Linked DNA regions of Mus musculus: region 2 is linked to region 1. Evidence: chromatin contacts called from public Hi-C data. All regions are on one chromosome and are shown on one strand. The core of a region is the stretch at or near the end of the contact, and the rest is flanking DNA. Distances in the headings are between cores, read along the strand shown.

Region 1 (2,820 bases), core at 123-2,622:
TTCTGTTACTCCTGCACCTGGTGTGACATGTGGTCATGTTTCTCAAAGTGGAAACTGAGACATCCCTAGCACTGTGCAGGTGATTTGGAACAAGGACATTGGGCTTTTTCTGCACATCTGTCTACAGGCAGAGTCCTGGTCCTCAGTCTGGGTTAGACTGCTGCTCTGAGACAGTCAGCCAGGGTCAACGTGCTGTTTAGCATCCAGATGTTTAGAAATGTCCAGACGGAGTATTTAATGTTTGTGGTTGTTTGTCTGTGTGCACGTGGACACCCGTTAGTGAAAACAAACAGATGGATAAAGAAAGCCTGCATGAGTTATTGAGCATATTGTCTTTATCACACACGGACAGACTTTCTTTTGTTCTTTCCTTCTTCCTGTTGGCATTATTGTGATGATATGCTCTGTAGAGTTGACATAAGCCAGCACTGGCCACACTGTCTGCCCACTCTCCTCAGAGGCTCTTCCGTGGAAACAGTAACTCAGCATAGCTTTCTGGAGCCACAACGTCGGTCATGGTGAACAGAGTCCCAGTCCTCCTCACAGGTCCATCCCCACGCCTACCTACTCACCTACCCACCCTCCCCTCTTCTTTTTACCCCTCCTCTTCTCTCCCTCTCTCCCCTCCTGGGGCCACAGCAGATGCACATTCAGGCACAGATGCAGCAGAAAGCATCTTTTCACAACCCATGCACCCTGTACTGTGGTGGCCCCCTGGTCTTCACCTGTTCTGGCTTAGTTCCCTGGGTGAGTCGGGTGGATACCTGGCTGTAAAGTTGCAGCTGTATGGACCCTGTTTTGTGTGCTTTCCCCTGGACCCTCTCTGGATAATCTCACCTTCCTTCCTGGCTTTATATTCCCCTCACTTCCTTCCCAGGGTGGGAGCGGTGCCTCCTGGGCTCTCTAGTAAAGGCCATTCCGACAAGCAGATCTCCTTCTCAGACTGAAGTGTGAGGCTGGGCAAGGGGAGCTTTGCATGCAGAAATTTGTGGGTGTCTTTTCCTAATCTTCTGAAACTCTAAATGAGTTTCAGAGTCTCCCCATGGCCTGAGAGATCAGCCATACTCATATGAAGTGAAGTGGCCTACCTCTTCTCTCAGTAAGTCCTTCCTTGTATCCCACCCCAGATGGCAGTGGATGGTCAGGGAAGCAGGCTGTTGGTTTAGCTCCTTTGCAGCCATTCTCCCTCCTGGTGGGAGACAGCAGCCTTGAGAAGGGAAGGGCTGTGGCTTTTGGAGCTTAATTAAACGTATTTACAAAGTCTAGGCCCAGTTAGCCAGGGAGGGACAATGAGACAGAAGCCAGCACTGTACTGTAAGATTAATAAACCAATTAAATAAAGACTGTGGTGGCTTGGTGGCCCCACGGGGGCAGGAGGCAGCGTTGACAGCTGCTCCTTTCTGATGATTGCCACACATTTCAGAGGCCCAGACAGCCTGGGCTTTCCTCATTCTGGGAAAGAATACCCCAGGCTCTTGTCCTGTCTAATCTCTCACATGGCTAGTGAAGTTGTTTGCTCAGCCTGCGGGTTGGATGTCATGTTTAGTCAACTGGCAAGAAGAGAAAACAAAAGTGATTTCCTCCCCTGTAATCAAAAATAAAAACAAAAACGGCAGAAAAAAAAATCCCCCGTGTGGGCCCATTTGTCTTCTCGAGGTGTAACATTCCCATAACAGTGCAGAGGCAGGGCAGGGAATTATGGGGGCTCAGGAAACTGTTTGTCTGACAGGAGCCTCCCTGGGGTACCCATCTTCTGCAGATCGACAGTTTCCTCTTGTCTCTTGTTTTCCTTTCATCACGGCTAATGCCCGGTTCTGCTTCTCCCAGAATGGAATTCCTTCTTCTTGCTGGCATTGTTGTGATGACATGCTCGGTAGAGTTGATACAAACCAGCACTGGCCACACTCTCTGCCCACTCTCCTTAGAGGCTCTTCCGTGGAAAGAACACCATAGTGTAGCTTTCGGGTAACGTCTGTCACGGTGAGCGTATTCCCTGATGTGCCCACTGTGCTTGCGTGGCTCTTCTTCCTTATTGCCTGGGGCATGGTGAATAGACACTGGCCCTGATGGAACTAAAACCACAGAATAAGCACGTCAGCTCAGAGAGTGGAAGAGAAGCCTGAAACCCCATTCTTTTCAGACCTAAGCGGTACAGTGGGCACACTCCCACGATTCCATGCACGGAGGAACACGGCAGCTGAGAACCTGCGCCTCCAGAAGCATTATTGTGTGATAGGACTTCTTATGGTTTGGACCTCAACTACACCTCAGGAGTTCCTATGTGAAGGCTTAGTCCCTGATGATGCTATTGAGAAGTGATGGAGATTTACAGAGGAAGTAGGTCAGGGGTCATACCCTTGAAGGTTTATTGGAACTCACACCTGTCTTGTTTCCAGGCCACTCTGTCACACACATTCTACCATGCTGTTCTGCCTCCTGGCAAGCCCCAAATAACAGAGCCAAAGTGAACATGGCCTGACACCTGTGATACCGTGGGCCAAATTTACCCCCTCTCTGTGCTGTTTGTTGTGGGCATTTTGTTCTAGTGATGGAAGGGTACCTGGCATATCCTTCCTCACCTCCCCCGGCCAAGCAAACCTGGTGAGCTCAGGGCCACAGGGTTGTGTGCTCTGCCCTGCCTTGGTCTAACAGCTGTCGGATTGCTTCCATATAGATGCTGGTGAGCCCCCAGGGGCCTGGCAACTTCAAGAAGAGGTTCAGGTGGTCTTTCTTTTTCTTTATTTGGAAGACGAGATAAAGAAACAGAGGAGATAGTAATAAAGTCAATCGTGCTCACTCTGGGAACTTGTCAGAGAATCA
Region 2 (2,820 bases), core at 238-2,737, 330 kb after region 1:
ACTCTGTTTTAGGTGGTTCAATGTGGCTGGCTGGTTGGCTCTTCTGGGAAGAATGTGGAGCTGGCAATGGGTAGACTTGTCTTTCAGATGTTTTGTTTTAGAGGCCAGAGAGGCCAGCGGAGCTTAGTCCTCCTCCAGCAGTAAGATGGCTGACACTAAGTAACCCCTGTACCTGCATGAAACCATGTTTCTCTGTCCAGTGTTTTCTTTTCTTTACAGGTGACACTATGCCCATTCTAATCTCAAACAGGTCTTATTTTGTCTGTTCCAAGAAGCAAATGAACACTAAGAAATAAACAAATTCATGAGGGTTTGTAGTGCTGCCATTTGCAACGGGTTGGGTTAAGAACATCTAGAATTAAATATTTCCCAATTAGCAGCCATAAGGGAATGTCTACCCTTATTGTCTGGACATGTCACAGCATATCTGATGGGTTGGATACCAGCTACATGATGTAGGGTATAAACTTCAGTAAGATTTAGTTGTTTACAGTGAAGAGGTCTAGTTGAATCCCTGATACATAGGAATAGTAAGGAAGAATAGACTACAGTAGAAAGGGGCATGCCTTCGTCCGTTCACTGAGCCTTGCACAGGGTCCAGGTACTGATTGGGGCATCACCCCTTCCCACCCAACACACACACACCACACATACACACACACACACACACACACACACACACACACACACACACACTGAGTCCAGCATGGTGCCCAGGAGCTAATAGGAGTAGGTCAGAAGGTGTGCAAACAGAGAGAAAGGGAGGACAATGCAGGGAGAAGGAGGAGGAGGAGGAGGAGGAGGAGGAGGAGGAGGAGGAGTGGGAGCAGGAGTGCTCTCTCATTGAAGATGCTAAGGTGCTGGGGTTGGAGCTGGGTGCTTTCTGATTATTGAGGAGGTGAGACAACCCTAGTTAGATGAGAGAAGAGAGGACTGATGACCTACATGTCTGCAAAGGACTCTGCTAAAAGACAGGAGGGTAGGAAGCACTGAGGGGTGGATGGCTCCCTCTAATCCCATTAGTGAAGAATGAAGGCATTTTTTTTTCAGCCACGGTTTTTCAAAAGCGAACTGCAAGCCAGAATTGTTCTTTTCCTCTGACTTCGCTCTTCCGTGGGGCTGAGTGTGTGAGGGCTATAATGAGACTTCTCTAAGCACCGATTCGTCCACGGAGAGGGCAAGTCGTCAGGTGTCCATTGTGCATGTGAAGACTCCTCTTTTTCAACAATGGCTCTGATGAAGCTGCTAGAGACTTCTTATGAGCAAGAAAAGACTCCCAGCCCAGGCAGCCGAAGGGGGAGGAAGGACATAAAGGGCTGCACACCTCCAAATCACCCTTCAGGCTCCACAAAGTGGAGGCAGAAGGGGGAGCACGCTTCCTGAATGTCAAGTACAGGACTGGTCAGCCCAAATGAGTCTCTGGAGAGAGAGATTAAGGGAGGTGGGGTGGGGGCAGCTCTGCCAGGCAACCTCTGGTATGCAGGGCTAGGCCAGCTGGGATTAAGCTGTGGAGCAGTAAGTTTCTCACACTTAGATAAATAGCTAGTGGTACAGAGCCTCTGGCCTCCAACTGAGCCAGTTTCTAGACCCAGCTCACAGTACCTTTACTGGATACATTATACTGTGCCTTTCACTGGATCCTGGGGAAGACCAAGAGATCTACAGATCCACTACCAGTAGAGTCCTGATATAACTCCAGGCCATTGGGCAGGTAACTGACCCTCAAATTCAGAACAATGCAATTTGTGAGTGGGATAGAAAGGAGAAGACATAATGAATTTTGCATCTACTCAGCTGAGCTCAATGCTGCACTGATTCGGATTCATCACCTCCCAGGGTAGGCTGTTATTTCCCACTTGAATGTTGGAACCTGATCAAGACTCTAAAGACATTGGCAGTATCAAAATGCTTCCCTGACAGTTCTTATTTAGAAGCAGTTAGCCTCTGCCTTCCTCCAGGTCAGCCTCAGGCTCTCTCTCACATGCACCTCTCCCCTGAGTGGTGCCTCTAATGTATACTTCCCCTGAATCTGTGTGCATGAAACAAAGCTCGACATTCAACTATCAACATCTTTCTTTTCCTCCTACCTTGGTTGATGCTGCTACATTCATCAGGAGCATTCTTTTAACACCACCCCCATCCCTCACTCCACCTCTTTATTCTTTGAAATCCTATCCATCTGAAGTCCTGTGAGTTCTCTTCCTGCATGAGGTCTTCGTTAGACCATGGACAGATCTTTTCTGTCCCTGGAAGGCTCTCTTGCAGTCCTTTCTATTGTGCCTTTTATTATAACCCTTTTGGATTTTACCCAGTCCCCTGGAGTGGTGTGATGACAGATACGTACCACCACTCTGGGTTACTTGTGTTCTCTGGAGCTACTTCATTAATGAGCTTTCTTAGAACTGTGATATCACCCTGTAACAGGACATCTTGTTTAAATCCACCTCTACTTAGGTGCAAGACAACTTCTTGACTTAACCCTAAACTCAGTGACTGCCTTTGCAGGTGTGCCTGCACACCCTCTGCTCTTCCTGACCTCACTCTATGATAATTATTCACAGATGAGTCTTGTCAAGATGGTTCATGGCAGAGCTAGGAGGTGACAGTAAATGTAAAAATGTTTAGTAACTCAGGAGACCCTGTGACTCATTGTGGGGCAGTGGACCGTGCCAGGAAATTTGTTAAGGCTGATCAGGCTGGAAGCCCTGGAACACAGAGAGGCCAGTAGGAGCTTCACCGGCTTCTGACCAGTCCTCTGTCATGTGACTACACTCCCTAAGTAGGTCATATTGATCAGAGCAGAGTTCTCCATGCTAATGA

The links. Hi-C and Micro-C count contacts between places; a contact is called where the count stands out from the background.
Region 2: a contact with region 1 is called in a Hi-C map of muscle stem cells, with 3 times the contacts expected there. The contact joins two enhancer-like sites. A contact is called at or near these places in 3 of 39 promoter capture datasets (the SN4741 cell line, liver and stem cell-derived epiblast-like cells), 1 of 15 datasets of contacts at CTCF or cohesin (the NIH/3T3 cell line), 1 of 484 Hi-C or Micro-C datasets (muscle stem cells), 2 of 115 datasets of contacts at active chromatin or transcription factors (the NIH/3T3 cell line and embryonic stem cells) and 1 of 9 other capture datasets (adipose tissue).

The regions. Positions count from the first base shown.
Region 1 is chr1:193,388,394-193,391,213 of GRCm38.p6, forward strand. No RefSeq gene overlaps it. Among named protein-coding and RNA genes, the nearest start is that of Camk1g, 20 kb to the left of the region's middle. Within about 2 kb of position 1,373, at least 12 of the 459 cell types and tissues checked have an H3K27ac peak or open chromatin away from gene starts, as enhancers often do. A contact at or near this core is called in muscle stem cells, where this site is marked.
Region 2 is chr1:193,719,319-193,722,138 of GRCm38.p6, forward strand. The region is part of intron 3 of Gm31870 (a long non-coding RNA gene); the gene reads left to right. Among named protein-coding and RNA genes, the nearest start is that of Gm31870, 65 kb to the left of the region's middle. Within about 2 kb of position 1,488, at least 9 of the 459 cell types and tissues checked have an H3K27ac peak or open chromatin away from gene starts, as enhancers often do. A contact at or near this core is called in muscle stem cells, where this site is marked.